Linked DNA regions of Mus musculus: all the other regions are linked to region 5. Evidence: chromatin contacts called from public Hi-C and promoter capture Hi-C data. All regions are on one chromosome and are shown on one strand. Each heading gives the region's core, a stretch centred on a gene start, on an enhancer-like site or on the middle of the called end of the contact. The rest is flanking DNA. Distances are from core to core; before and after follow the strand shown. Region 1 holds the start of H2bc3 (H2B clustered histone 3). Region 2 holds the start of Slc17a3 (solute carrier family 17 (sodium phosphate), member 3). Region 3 overlaps Slc17a4 (solute carrier family 17 (sodium phosphate), member 4). Region 4 holds the start of Slc17a4 (solute carrier family 17 (sodium phosphate), member 4). Region 5 has its middle 29 kb from the start of Gm22013.

What was found. Promoter capture Hi-C pulls out the DNA fragments that hold promoters and counts their contacts. Hi-C and Micro-C count contacts between places; a contact is called where the count stands out from the background.
Region 1: a promoter capture Hi-C map of pre-B cells shows a contact between it and region 5. The contact joins the promoter of H2bc3 here to the enhancer-like site in region 5. A contact is called at or near these places in 5 of 39 promoter capture datasets (the C10 cell line, the HPC-7 cell line, HPC-7-derived erythroid cells and 2 more) and 1 of 115 datasets of contacts at active chromatin or transcription factors (memory CD8 T cells).
Region 2: a promoter capture Hi-C map of pre-B cells shows a contact between it and region 5, with 2.0 times the contacts expected there. The contact joins the promoter of Slc17a3 here to the enhancer-like site in region 5. A contact is called at or near these places in 4 of 39 promoter capture datasets (cranial neural crest, embryonic stem cells and pre-B cells) and 1 of 15 datasets of contacts at CTCF or cohesin (embryonic stem cells).
Region 3: a contact with region 5 is called in a Hi-C map of the HPC-7 cell line, with 2.9 times the contacts expected there. The contact joins two enhancer-like sites. A contact is called at or near these places in 1 of 484 Hi-C or Micro-C datasets (the HPC-7 cell line) and 1 of 9 other capture datasets (embryonic stem cells).
Region 4: a contact with region 5 is called in a promoter capture Hi-C map of pre-B cells, with 2.0 times the contacts expected there. The contact joins the promoter of Slc17a4 here to the enhancer-like site in region 5. A contact is called at or near these places in 5 of 39 promoter capture datasets (the HPC-7 cell line, embryonic stem cells, hippocampal neurons and 2 more) and 2 of 9 other capture datasets (embryonic stem cells and pancreatic islet).

The regions. Positions count from the first base shown.
Region 1 is chr13:23,745,231-23,748,013 of GRCm38.p6, reverse strand. H2bc3 (H2B clustered histone 3) reads right to left here and starts at 1,280. Exons shown (of 1, transcript NM_175664.3): 1 at 791-1,280. The coding sequence starts at 1,219. The coding sequence ends at 839. It overlaps H3c3 (H3 clustered histone 3), which reads left to right and starts at 2,493. Exons shown (of 1, transcript NM_175653.2): 1 at 2,493-2,783. The coding sequence starts at 2,517. It also overlaps the pseudogene H2ac5-ps.
Region 2 is chr13:23,838,160-23,840,859 of GRCm38.p6, reverse strand. Slc17a3 (solute carrier family 17 (sodium phosphate), member 3) reads right to left here and starts at 1,426. Exons shown (of 12, transcript NM_001164743.1): 1 at 1,195-1,426.
Region 3 is chr13:23,897,009-23,899,708 of GRCm38.p6, reverse strand. Slc17a4 (solute carrier family 17 (sodium phosphate), member 4) reads left to right here. Exons shown (of 12, transcript NM_177016.3): 12 at 800-1,820. The coding sequence ends at 934. Among named protein-coding and RNA genes, the nearest start is that of Slc17a4, 17 kb to the left of the region's middle. Within about 2 kb of position 1,303, at least 30 of the 459 cell types and tissues checked have an H3K27ac peak or open chromatin away from gene starts, as enhancers often do. A contact at or near this core is called in the HPC-7 cell line, where this site is marked.
Region 4 is chr13:23,913,645-23,916,344 of GRCm38.p6, reverse strand. Slc17a4 (solute carrier family 17 (sodium phosphate), member 4) reads left to right here and starts at 1,338. Exons shown (of 12, transcript NM_177016.3): 1 at 1,338-1,419.
Region 5 is chr13:24,513,942-24,516,641 of GRCm38.p6, reverse strand. It overlaps a transcript of Ripor2 not described here. Among named protein-coding and RNA genes, the nearest start is that of Gm22013, 29 kb to the right of the region's middle. Within about 2 kb of position 1,406, at least 32 of the 459 cell types and tissues checked have an H3K27ac peak or open chromatin away from gene starts, as enhancers often do. A contact at or near this core is called in the HPC-7 cell line, memory CD8 T cells and pre-B cells, where this site is marked.

The sequences.
Region 1 (2,783 bases), core at 31-2,530, 770 kb after region 5:
TTGCCTAGCCTTTTCAGGAGCCTGCCTTTCATATTCAAGGATTCGATAAACCAATGAGAAAGCAGGGGTGAAGTCCCGAATCATGGATAAAATATTTTAAAATATTTTCCATGAACTACTCATTCTGAGCAACTTTATTTTCTCCTGTCACCACATATTCTCAGACAGTTTAAAAATGAAAAAAAAAGAAAAAAGAAATTTAAAACTTAACACCCGTTAAGCCATTTGCCCCATCTGATTCCTAGTTTTCCTGCCCTAGCACAAATGCTCGAGGCACTGACTTTTTCCCAGTCAAAGCCTTTACCAGTTTTTTAACAATTACTTTGTAAGTCATGGAAATCCAATTGTCAACATGGTGGTTTTTCAAAAAAGCTAAGTTGCTTCAAGTATTTATAACTCCTCTGGTTCCATCTATTGTCAATATCCTACCCTGAATGTAAATGTCCCAAGACATAAGAAACAAACAAAAAAAATTAGAAAGCTGTGGTTGCTTTTCACTGAAGCGCAATTGGCTGTAATGTTTTAATACTCAATCTCACAGTAGGAAGCTAATTTGAAAGACTAAATACATTAAAGGCCAACTCCTACAGATAGCACTGCTACAAAGCACTGAGTAAAATACCTAGACTCAATATGTACAACATCGAAACTCATGACACAAAGTGGGAAAATGGCAATGATTGTGACCTCAGCCTTTAAACTCAGAGCAAATGCTCAATTCCACTTTTCATAAAGACATATTTGGCTAACAAAGTTAGGTCATATATTACAACTTCTTTTCTGAAAAGTGTGGGTGGCTCTTAAAAGAGCCTTTGGGTTTGTTGTGAGCCCTACGAGCTCACTTGGAGCTGGTGTACTTGGTGACGGCCTTAGTGCCCTCCGACACGGCGTGCTTGGCCAGCTCCCCGGGCAGCAGCAGGCGCACGGCCGTCTGGATCTCCCGGGACGTGATGGTCGAGCGCTTGTTGTAATGCGCCAGGCGGGACGCCTCGCTCGCGATGCGCTCGAAGATGTCGTTCACGAACGAGTTCATGATGCCCATGGCCTTGGAGGAGATGCCGGTGTCGGGGTGCACTTGCTTCAGCACCTTGTACACGTACACCGAATAGCTCTCCTTGCGGCTGCGCTTGCGCTTCTTGCCATCCTTCTTCTGCGCCTTAGAGATGGCTTTCTTAGATCCCTTCTTAGGGGCTGGTGCAGACTTAGAAGGCTCTGGCATTCTGTTCAAAAGAAGACACACAAAATGGTCAGAAACTGGTAGGCAGTGAGGGCGCACTTATTTTATTTATACTCCTGAAATTCAAATGAAGGAGCAAGTGCTTTTACTTTTGATTGGTTAAGAATAATGGCCTCAAAGGCTTTATGCAAATAAGAGACTCAAAATCCCATCTACAATTGGGCAAGAGAAGAAGACCATTTTGACCAATAGGACAGCGATATTTCGTGACACTACACAATCTATGTGGTATGTTAACAGTAGGTTACAGTGTTTCCTTATTTGGGAACTTTTAGTAATGTCTGGACACTGCAAGCAGTGCGACAAGGCTCCCGCCAAAGCCAAGACCGGCTCCTCCCGGGCCGGCCTACAGTTAGTTCCTCGTGAGCCGTGGGCGCCGGCGCTCCGGTGTACCTGGCGGCCGAGATCATGGAGCTGGCGGGCAACGCGGCCCGCGACAACAAGAAGACGCGCATCATCCCGCGCCACCTGCAGCTGGCCATCCGCAACGACGAGGAGCTCAACAAGCTGCTGGGCCGCGTGACCATCGCGCAGGGCGGCGTCCTGCCCAACATCCAGGCCGTGCTGCTGCCCAAGAAGACCGAGAGCCACCACAAGGCCAAGGGAAATAGATTCAAGTCAAGAAATTCTACTATTGACGTATCTAACGGCTCTTAAGAGCTATGCACTTTTTCCCAAGATCAGCTTGTGATGCAGTACCTATAGTGCCTTCCCCTTCTGTAGAAAATACACAAATACTTCTTTGAGTAGTGAGTGTTCATATTTAAAAGCCCAGTTTTCTACGAAGTAAAGATTGGTAACCTTTAAAATAACTCACCCACAGCGCTTGACATACTAGTTGCCCCCTTTAAGACCAAGAATGTGAGTTAAGATTGTTGGATCATGATTTTACTTTACCCAACTCCAAAGTAGTTACAAGTTATTACGCTTTGTACCTTGTAACACAAAATTACAAAGGAATGGAGCAACGTCTAGGCACTCAGACTTGCAATCACCGCATCTCGAAAACAAGATTGTGATTCCATCTGGAGATAAAAACTCCATTAAAATACCAATTTTAATTTTTTCTTTTTTTTGTAAGAACAAAACGTAACTAGAGTGTCAGAACAAGGTAGCCAATCAGATACTCTTAAAACTACCAATCACACGGGCTATTTCCCAGCCAATGAATTTGTAGCGCGCGACTTTCAAAAAGTTGCAAGGCCAATCAAAATGTTTCTTAGTATATTTAAGGGCAAGATTTCTTTCGTCCTGCACTTTTGTGTATCTCCTCCCAAGAATGGCTCGTACTAAGCAGACCGCTCGCAAGTCCACCGGCGGCAAGGCCCCGCGCAAGCAGCTGGCCACCAAAGCCGCCCGCAAGAGCGCCCCGGCCACCGGCGGCGTGAAGAAGCCTCACCGCTACCGTCCCGGCACCGTGGCGCTGCGCGAGATCCGGCGCTACCAGAAGTCGACCGAGCTGCTGATCCGCAAGCTGCCGTTCCAGCGCCTGGTGCGCGAGATCGCGCAGGACTTCAAGACCGACCTGCGCTTCCAGAGCTCGGCT
Region 2 (2,700 bases), core at 177-2,676, 680 kb after region 5:
TAGCTTGTACCTATTCAAAGTCTAAGAATTTTATCAGGTAGCATCTGAGGCCTTAGAAAAACTTCCCCATCTTGCTGTGTCTGCCTCTCTATGTAGACTCTAGTGTATTTTAAACTTGCCTTGATTTATGACTTTTGTCATTCTATAAAACTATAAAATTCATGAGACGGCTTCCATATTGGGACATGAACATCTGGCATAACCTAAATCTCTGTTCCCAGACCATGGTCTCTCAAATATGGCTCCAGTATAATGTCATGTTTGCTGTAAGGTAAGAGCTGTGTGCTTTTTGTATTGATGATGTAACAGGCAAAGAAGTGATTGCTAACACCATTTTATCTAGAGTGGTTTTCACAATGCTCACACTGTTCTTCATGTCCCCAGCAGCTGTCAGACTAACAAGAGTAGTTACAACCACTGCTGTAGACTCAGGACCCAGGCAGGGCCATGGACCTCAGAAAACTCACTGACTCTCTTCTCCTAGGCCATTGAGCTCATTAGCAAAAGAACTGATGTTTGTTCATGAGACACTTTGACTTTCCCCTTACCATTCTCTCTCTGTCTGTTTCTCTCTGTCTCTGTCTGTCTCTGTCTCTGTCTCTCTCATTCAATTTTTTTTTTTAAATAACAAGTTCTGTTGGGTATGGTAGATCTACCTCCCTTGATTCTCTGGACAAGTCACTTCTACACACATACATGATTTTATGTGACTACGTAAAAGTTTTAAAAACATTCCTTTATAGTATGTGTTTCTTGGATCTGTCTCCACAGCTGCTATTGTCTCCACCAATTCCTATGGTGATCTAGCACAAACTCTTCAGTTTCCAGTCTCTCCTCTCCCTCTCTTTCTTCTCCTCCCTCTCCTTACCCGCTGTCTCTGTATGTTCCTCCTTTTCCCCTCCCTCTTGGACCCTCTTTTCCCCTCCCTTCTCCCTCTCTTTCTCCATCCTCCGTTATCTTCTTCCCCTTCTCTCCCCCTTCCCCCTTCCCTTTGCCTCTCCCTCCATTTTTCCGTCTTCCTCACTCTTGCTTCCCCATTGCCTTTGTAGACATAGGTTTTTACATTGTATGAACATGTTTTTATTTTGTCAGCAGGAGAACATTTGAAGTTGGAGGAGGGATGTATAGCAACCCTCAGCTGGTATTCAAGGACAGTGCAGATCTTTGGCTACCCAATGAAAGTAAGTGACTTACCAACTTAGTGACTGAGGTAGGCCTTCCTGTGTTTCCTCTGGACAGGCTTCTCTTACCTCTTACCAGACCACTCAGTATTCTGTGTCACTCCATGACTCCAATTATTAATCATTAATGACAGGCTGAAGCACCCCCTGCTTTCAGCTGTGAGCTTCACAGCCTTCGTCCTTGTCCAGTGTCTTGCCAGCACCCCAGAAGGATCTACTGGGTCTGACACCTGCAGGCAGTTATTAGTCACATTGCCTTGCAGTATTTCTAAAGACATTTCCTTTTTCCGGTTTGAAATGGGATAAGTTACAAATTAAACACATTTTGTACTTTACCCCCTCTTTTTTTTGTCTGGTCTTTAATTTTCTTTTGCTTCTTTGAACTATGTGGGCCATAATCTTATTTAGTAACGTTGTTAACCAAATCAAATGGACAAAACCCACAAGCTTCTCATAAATTCAGTATTTATTCCCCATGACTTTTTTCCTGTCTTAATTACTTCTATGTTTGTTGATAAACTACATAAAACAATGCTCGTACCTACATCTCAATTTGCACATGTTACCATGTACAATGGCAAGTTTTCTAACTCACTTAAGTAACCGCTTAAAACTTTTATACATGCACATGATGCATTGTGATCAGACCTCACTCATTTTTGCCAACAAATTCCTCCCATTCCCCACTGTCACTTTTCCCTCTCAAGTTCATGCTTCTTCATTGCTTCTCCTCCTCCTCCTCCTCCTCCTCCTCCTCCTCCTCCTCCTCCTCCTCCCTACTGAGTCACGTAGTGTTGTCTGTGTGTTCATAGGTGTTGAACTATCTAATGGAATATGGATAGCATCTTAGAATCTGAATCCCTGAAGAAAACTGATGCTCTCACCGGCTAGCAGCCATAAATTGCCAATAGCTCCTCGGCCATGGGTGAGACTTCATGAGCTCCCGCCCTGACCGTGGCGAGATTTTGGCTGGCTGGATCTTGCTCAGGTCTTGTGTTTACAGCCACAGCTGCTGTGAGCTCACGTGTACAACAGCGCTGTCTTGTCTGGCAAAGAAGGTTTTGCAGTAGATGTCCACTACCTCTGGTGCTTAAGATGCCTCTTCTACAATGCTTCCTGAGCCTTATGATCAAGAATGTGACACAGATGCCCTTTTAAAGCTGATCATACCACAGTCTCTTACTCCCTAGATTTTGACAAGCCGTGGGTCTTTGTATTAATCACCTTATACTATAAAAAGAAGCTTCCCTGATGAGGGCTGAGAAATGCACCGAACTGATAATTTTGTAGTTTGATTTTTCTTTATGGTTGAATAATCTTCCATGTATCATTACACATTTATCAGGTGATGGGACATTTTAAACCTTTTCATTTCCTGGTGATTGTGAACAGAGAAGCAATAAACATGAATGAGTAAATAAATCTACAGTAGAATATAGAGTCTGTTGAGAATATTCTCAGGAAATGTTCTGGCTTGATCACATGATAGTCCTATGTCTAGCTTTTTGAGGTACCTCCA
Region 3 (2,700 bases), core at 54-2,553, 620 kb after region 5:
AAATAATTAAACCCAATGACTTGATCATTGCCTAAGAATTATACAGATATAAATTTCAGATGGAAATGGATGTCTGTGACATTTATAAAAATCCTCATTTTTAACTTGCCCATGACTGTGTGTTAGTAACTCAGGGAAAAGGCAGGAGATTAAGAAAAGATTTTTGTTTTAATGAAATCAAATTCCCTCTTGCTTTTGAAGCTTCCATTCCTTCCTAGTCTCCGAAAGCACACTGCTAGGGATTGTTTAAAAGGTAATTCTCATAGAGGCTTTGTTTCTCTTGCCACTTGACTGACTGATCAGTACATTCATTCATTCAACAAACTATTAAATATTAGCATGTACTAAACCAATTGTTTTAGCAAACAAACATACAAAAGTCTCCCAGTCGTACCCCATGAAATCCATATTGAAAAAAGAAATTGACAGAAAACTAAAGTGAATTACAGACATATTATTCTGAAAAGAGAGAGTAGGAAACATGGCTGATTGTGTGTGTGTGTGTGTGTGTGTGTGTGTGTGTGTGGTCAAAGAGGAATCTTTGAAAAGGTGACATTAAACAAGTGCTAGAGTAAAAGTGAGAAAGTGACTCAAATGATGGGAAGTGCCTTTAGCAGAGGGAAGAGGGGGTATGTGGTCCTGGTGTGGGGCATGCAACATTCTATCCCAGAAGCAAGATGGGAGCCATGAAGGCTGAGCTGAGATAGAAGAAGGAACATCAAGGTGTAGAACCACAACTGTTCTGAGCCAGGGGCAAGAAGCAAGCCACCATTACTAACAGGTAGCTTCCTGTCTCCAGGATTCAGAGTTTGGCTGGAGAAATGTCTTCTTCCTTGCAGCTGCTATTGATGTAGTAGGCCTGCTCTTCTACCTCATCTTCAGCCGGGCAGAGGTACAGGACTGGGCTAAGGAACCGACATTCACCCATCTCTGAGCAACGTTAGTGATGAGTAAAAAAGACTTGCTTTTGTGCCCACTGGACAGCTAAAGCTCTCCTACTGGAAGAGGCTTCATTTCAGGATCATTTAAGAGACCCTGGCTGTGTGATACTAAAGGTATTTTTTTCCATGCCTGGAGATTTCACAAAGGAAAGAAAAGACTGGTTATTTAGAACTGTGTGCTCCTGAAATCACAGGTTCTACAAATCCTCTATACTTTCCCCTGTTGCCATGGGACTGGAGGAGAGTTTGCCCCGAAGTACAGCAGTGACGAGTTGGAACCACAGGAGAATGATACCACGAACTCTAAGCTGTCAGCAAAGAGAACCGACAGCCTGGAAAACAGGATGTTTGTGAGCCGGAAGTTCTGCAGCTGTAGCCAAGTGAGGAGGTTAAAGAATTACTGTGGCTCTTGGTGCGTGTAGGATGTCTAACTGAAAATAGTCAGGATGAAGAGCAATAAAAAAATTAATCCATCATGCAAAAAGCAATGAACTTTCTTCAACTAATACAAGAGGAGTAGTAGAATCTAGTCATTCCAGACAGCTTTCTGTATGTGGATCCTGGCTTTGGATCAAAACCACTTCTGCAATAAGAACACCAACCACCCAGGCACTCTCTGGAGTCCACTGTTCTATTCACATCTTTCTTCTTTCTGACCACTTTAGCCTGGGTCCCTCATCTGTATGTAGATTTGTGCAAATCCCTTATGTCTTAGTCTTAGGGAGTAGAATTGCCTTGTGTGTCTCTGATCTCCTCAGGTACTGCTTTGCAGCATCATGGATACCCTATGCCTGTTTCTCTGATGCTTACAATCGCAGCCATTGTTCACCAGGCCTCATTTGATGTAAAATGTCTCCTAAAAATGTATGTGAGACCCGTGCTTGCTTCACTTCATTTCCAATGTCTCTTTTCATTAAGAATCCACACAGGTGACACAGGAACAACAAAAGAGAAGAGAAATGCTCAAACACTAAATGAATATTAATGGATACATTAGTGTGTATGGAAACAGGTCAGACATCATAATCATGAACAGCTTGTAGTAGTTCATTATCACAGGGGGATATGTGACTTTACTAAAAGTATCACAAGGGAGTGCGTAGTGATAGCTGTGCAATATGTAATAAGGAGGGGCACATCTTACTAAAATAAGGAAGTGTCATGCTCTAATTTAAGGGTGGCCGCCATTACACAGCATCAATTGAGCTGGAATCTGAAGGTCACTTCATGTAGGAGCCTGGTGCTAGGGATGTTCTAGGAAGACCCTCTGGGAAAATCTGCAGCATATAGAAAGGTTTGGTGCAGGAGAGAAAAATCGGGTGAATAAGAACAGAGTGGGCTATGAGAGGTTCTAGAAGTATGGAGGTCAAGAACACACGTGGCGCTGTGGACCCAGTGAAGAAAGAGTGTTGGTCTTTACATTGAAATCAGTGGAGGTATTTTAATGGGAAGGGACATAATCAGGTTCTGATTTTCAGTGGTCACACTGCATAAGAAAGTTGGCTTGGGGGGTTCCAGTGCGATCCCAGGAGTGGTGGTCCATTGCATGGGTTGGGGGAGGTAGTAGGACATAACCTCACATTTCACTAGATTCTTATATAGCCCAGGACCATCTGCTTCTGGGTGGTCCTGACCACAATGGGCTGGATTCTCTTGCACCAGCTAAAAACACATTATAGGCTAATCTACTTTGATCAATGCTTTAATTGAGACTCCCTTTGCAGGTAGCTCTAAGCTGTGTCAAGCTGACAGGTAAAGC
Region 4 (2,700 bases), core at 89-2,588, 600 kb after region 5:
CTGACATTTCCCAGACTGTGTCAGAAGCCTCCCACTAGCCAGAGACTGCTGACCACAAAGAGATCTATGGTTGGCGCCTACAATGCTCCATTTGCAGAGGCCCCTCTGGAGGATGCAAGTGTGGTTCATTTGGAAGAAGCAATGTTTGGAGGACAGGGCAGACTCCTTGCTGTACCTTGTTCTGGCTACATTAACAGGTTGTTTGGTTCACTTTGTCACTCTGGTGAGAGACAACATCCTGATGTAGCAGCATGAGCCTGAGGCCTAAGATAGAACTCTCAGGTGATCTATTCTCACCTGTGCTTGATCTTTATCATTTTAGAGCAGGATGAGTTGGTAACAGGAAGGAAGGGTGAGGGGACAGAGGATTTAAGGGTGACAGTTGCAACCGTGGATCAATCAGCAGCACTGGTCACAGCGGAGGCAGCAAAGGTAGCAGCGATGGTAGGGCAGAGATCACGAAAGCCAGGAAGAGCTGAAGACAGGAAAATGAGGTCATTGGAAGAGTTCCAGAGACCTACCAAAAGGGTCTCAGATACCACGGGTCCATTAGCTGCAAAAGAGTCTGTCAACAGCTCAGAATCCTAAACAGCGCAACATCTATCATCGTAGGTCCCAAGATTGGATGCTTGTACGAGAGCTGCAGCCCCGGATGTCGCTGGCTCTGTTGTGTGCACCACTGCTGGAAGCTGAGGACCAAGTGCTGAGACCACTAGATTAATCCTAGAGCAGTAAGCCTCTGGCCTGAGAATATGTTAAGCTCTAAGTGTCTGGCTTCTATAAGGTCAGTAGGCCTATAGCTGCTCTCTGTGTAAAATTAGTTCTATTAAACATGGATATGGTGGAAAACAGCCACTTAAGAGACAAGATGTAACCCTATCTATGAAGATTATTGTACTCCTGAGATCATAGATGATGAAGATGCCATTAATGAGCTGCTCAGAGGGTTGACCTGATAGCTTGGCAGGGAAAGATAAGTGTCATTGTGCTCAATAGCTTGAATTGTGACCTTGAGATCAACATGGTGGAAGGGAAAAACCCAGTCTTGAAAGCTGTCCTTTGACCTCAATAAGTGAAAACTTACCCACACACACTCTAACACATAAATAATCACATATAATGTAAAAGTTAAAAATGAGGCAAGCAAGAGTAGTAGCAGGACCCACAGAGAATCTGGGAAGATGTATGTGACTTCACATGAACTTCAAGTATGAGGAAGATAGAGTGAACATGGTCAGGTCATCAATTAAATAATAAAACAAAGTTAAAAATTAAATGGTTGAGCCAATAAAAGCCTCCATTTGGTAAGATAAAAGCTAAAGGCCCTGAGTAATAATTCACTCCTCTGGGTTAGACAGCTGCAGAAAGCTGAGAAACCGATAGGATCCCAGCCAAGAGCCGGCTCTCCGCCTTCCTCAGGTTTGCTTTCCAGTTCTTGCTCTGGTTCTGACGGTGTGGGAACGGACCTTTTCCTGTTGAGATTATAGGTGGTGTGCAGGACTGGGTTTCTTTTGGGAGATGGTTGTGAAAAGTGAGACAGGAGGCTGCTTTTTCCTAAAACAAACGAGGTCTATAGGAACTCCAGAAGGAGAGGGAGGGAGGAAGACAGACATGGAAGAGGGAGACAAAAGCCAGCGGTGGGTGGGTGGGGACAGGAAAGGTAGGAAACAGGGAGAAAGGGAGAGAGAATACTGTCTGAAGCAACTAGAAGGGAACACCAATCGTAAGGTCAGGTCTTGCATTTCTTAGGGTTACTGACGCTGGAAAATTGCACAAAGCACTCATGCATTTAACTTGTTTTTGTGAGATACACTAGTTTGTAGAAACAGCACTAACCAAACAGACTGAGGCAAAAAAACCAAACCAAACCAAACCAAAACACCCTGTTGTTTTAAAGAATATTTTTAATAGGCTTCAAAGGTCAAATTAACAAAAAAACCAGAGTAAACAGAATTTTCATGGGAGAATGGGGGACTGAAGCAAATAAAACCCCCTATGGCTTTATGCAGTGGTCCAGAGTGCTCTTTTCTTTTGCTGTCATGTTCCTGGGAGAGGACTTCCCTCTCAGCTCAGAGACAGCCACGGTATACCAACAGACTGGGTGGTTAGAATAGGCAGATCGTATGTTCTCACTGTCAGCCCCTTAGTTGTTATCATCTGTACTCTTCTGCTTCCTTCCTAACTAGGCCATTCTTGTTTTTCTTTCTTATCATATTGTACTCTGTGACTCACTGGAGCATGTGTCCTGCATGCTGTCTGTGGTCATGTCTTTTGCCCTTCAGCAGCCTTGTCCAACCCTCTTCCTCTAACTGACAAACTCCAGAGATTAAGGTCTTCTGTTTAAGTAGACGCAGAGCCACTCATGCGAGCAAACCTCCAGTCATGCTGGAGAAAGCCACGGAAGCAAGCCTTCCATTTATTGCACATATGTTTACTGGGTCAGTGAATGAGCCAGAGGCTGGTGAACTCTGAGGCATTGCGTCACTGCAAGGGTCTGGAAAGCTAGAAAGGAAAAAGCTGGCCTGAATCCTGTCTTCAGTTCCATGAGTGAGAGACTCTTCTGTCCAACCAGTCTCCCTAAGGTGTGAACAAGAGTCAGCAGATGGTTTTAGGTTTCCAAGCACAATCTCAGGCTTGACCCATTTCATTCTGCCAGTGTTGGTTTGGATTTAAGTTGTTTGTCAATTTTATTCTGAATTG
Region 5 (2,700 bases), core at 157-2,656:
TGTTAGATATTTGCATAGCTACAATATGCAGAGAAGACAGGATTGGGTTTCCCTTGGTAAGGCTTATGATAATGTACATGGGTGATCTAGAGAATATCTGTGCTAAGCAAATGAAAACCAACCACAGGGCTAGGTGTGAAAGGTTCATGTCTAATACTGGTGTCCAAGAGACTCACGCAAGAGGACTATCTTAAGATTTAGGTCAACCCAGGCTGCATAGTAAGGGCCAGACCAGCCAACGCTACAGAGTTAGGCCTTGTCTCATAAAAACAAACCAAAATGGAATGAAAAGAAGAAAAAGAAGAAGAAGAAAGAAAGGACAGAAGGCAGATTGCAGGCATGAGTGTTCTGAAGGACTTTGGAAGTTCAGCATGGCAGCCAGCGAGGCAGTCACTATAAATCCTTGGTTTTCCTTCAAAATGAGAATTGCCAGAACCCCTCAAACACTCATTATCCTATAAACACTCATTATCCTATAAACACTCATTATCCTATGGTGGTTGCTGTACATTTGTCTTCTCTTTTTGCTCTACTTTTTTTTTTTTTTTTTTTCTGAGACAGGGTTTCTCTGTGTAGCCCTGGCTGTTCTGGAACTCACTTTGTAGACCAGGCTGGTCTTGAACTCAGAAATCTGCCTGCCTCTGCCTCCCAAGTGCTGGGATTAAAGGCGTGCACCATCACTACCCAGCTACATTTTTTAAAGTTAAAAAAACCCAAACATATGCATATTTCTCAAAACCTCATTTGTATGAATTCCACAATATGAATTGTCACACAGTGATTTTCGAATTGGTGAACATTCCCTGTAAAACAGTGGCCCTCATCTTAAAAGGTCCTGGACAATTTCAAATAGAAAAAAATATATAGAGAGGAAAGTGTTAAGGATATGGAAAAAGATTGCCTCTGAAATGAAGATGGCGAGAGCCAAGAGGCTAGAGGCTGGGAGCTAGAGATTGCAGGCTGAGACTGGAGGGCAGGAAGCTGGGAGATAGAGGTTAAAGGTCAGGACTGGAAGCAGGAAGCTCTAGAGGCTGAGACCCAGAGAATAGCAGCTGAAGGCTAGAGGGGGCAGGAGCCAACAAAGGTTTGAATCTCCAGGAGACCATAGTTAAGGAGGGCAGTTTCATTAGACACTTCCTCTTTTTCTTTCAGCTTGTGTGTGTGTGTACGTGAGTGTGTGCATGAGTGTGTGTGTGCTTGTATCACTGCATGGATGAAGGTTAGAGGACAATCTGTAAAAGTTGATTCTCCCTCAGGGGACAGGAGTCTTGAACTGGTTGACTTTCTCTGCAAGATAAAGAATTAAAAGGCAGGAAAGTCTTGAGCACAGCAGATAGAGGTAGAGACATTGCAAACACAGCAGAGTAGCAGAGTCAGCGGTTAAAGAAAGACGTTGATTGGGGGGAGGAAACTCACAGGTACAGCAAGACACAGAGGGAAAAACCTCTCTGCCAAACAGAGGGGGCGGGGCTCAGATACAGAGAGGGGGCGGGGCTCAGATGCAGAGAGGGGGCGGGGCTCAGATGCAGTCTCTCATCTGGGGCTCGGGTTTAAGCATCAGTTGATGGGCCCTCCTCTCCTAATCTAGGGATGGTCAGGGTAAATGACAGGGTAGCTGAGAGGTCTACAACTTTGGTGTAAACATCTGGCTTTGAACTTGTCTGACCAGTCCTTCAGCATGCTGATCTCACTGGCTGGAGAAAAAAAAAAGCCTGCTAGTCTTTGGTTTTAAGCTGCCAGGCTTTGGTCTCTGGTCAGAAGGGCAAGGAAGAAGCCACCATCTTGGAAGTTGACTTATCCTTATTACTTACCTGTCTTAGTCATGGCCCCTCTCCCTATCTGTCTGTCTATCAGGCATCAAATGTCTAGTCTGTGGTGGTCTGAATGAGAATGGTCCCATAGTCTCATGGTCGAATGCTCAGTTCCCAGTTAGTGGGAATGTTTGAACACTGTTAGGAGACATGGCCTTGCTGGCGTAGGGTGTGGCCCGTTGGAGGAGTTATGTCACTGGGGGTGGGCTTTAAGGTTTAGGAAACCCAAGACAGGTCCAGTCTCACTCTCTTTTCCTCCTGCTTGCTGATGAGGATGTAAGCTCTTAGCTACTGCTTCCATACTATGCCTGCCTGCCTGCTTGCTGCTACATTCCCCACCACGATGACCATAGACTTAACTTTCTGAAACTGTAAGTAAGCCCCATTGAAATACTTTCTTCTGTAAGTTGCCTTGGTCATGGTGTTGCATCTCAGCAATAGTAACTAACTAAGACCTAGTCTCTCAGGTCCCAGGGTTCAAATTCAGGTTGTCAAGCTTGCCAGCAAGCATCTCTAACCACTGACCCTCCTGCCAGCCCATATTTTATTTTTGAAGTAGAAAGTTTAAAAAGAATTTGAATAGCTCTGACAAACTATTTCTTCATGCTTTATCTTCATGCAAGGACTTACTCCATGTGCTTGGCTGCACTGACAAGGCATCAGAAGCCCAGAGAAGTGACATGAAGTATCAGGACCCTGAACACAAGCAGCTTCCAGCCTGCTCTAGGTCTCAAAGGGGCAGAGTTCAAGAGTAAATTGCAAATAACCCCAAAGTTGGAAAGGAAGGCTTACCTGGGGAGAGTTGGGGCCCAGGGTCTAATAAAGTATAGACAAGTGTGCTGTGGCATCCATTTCCTCCAACATATCACAGAAGAAAGGGTTCCGTGTT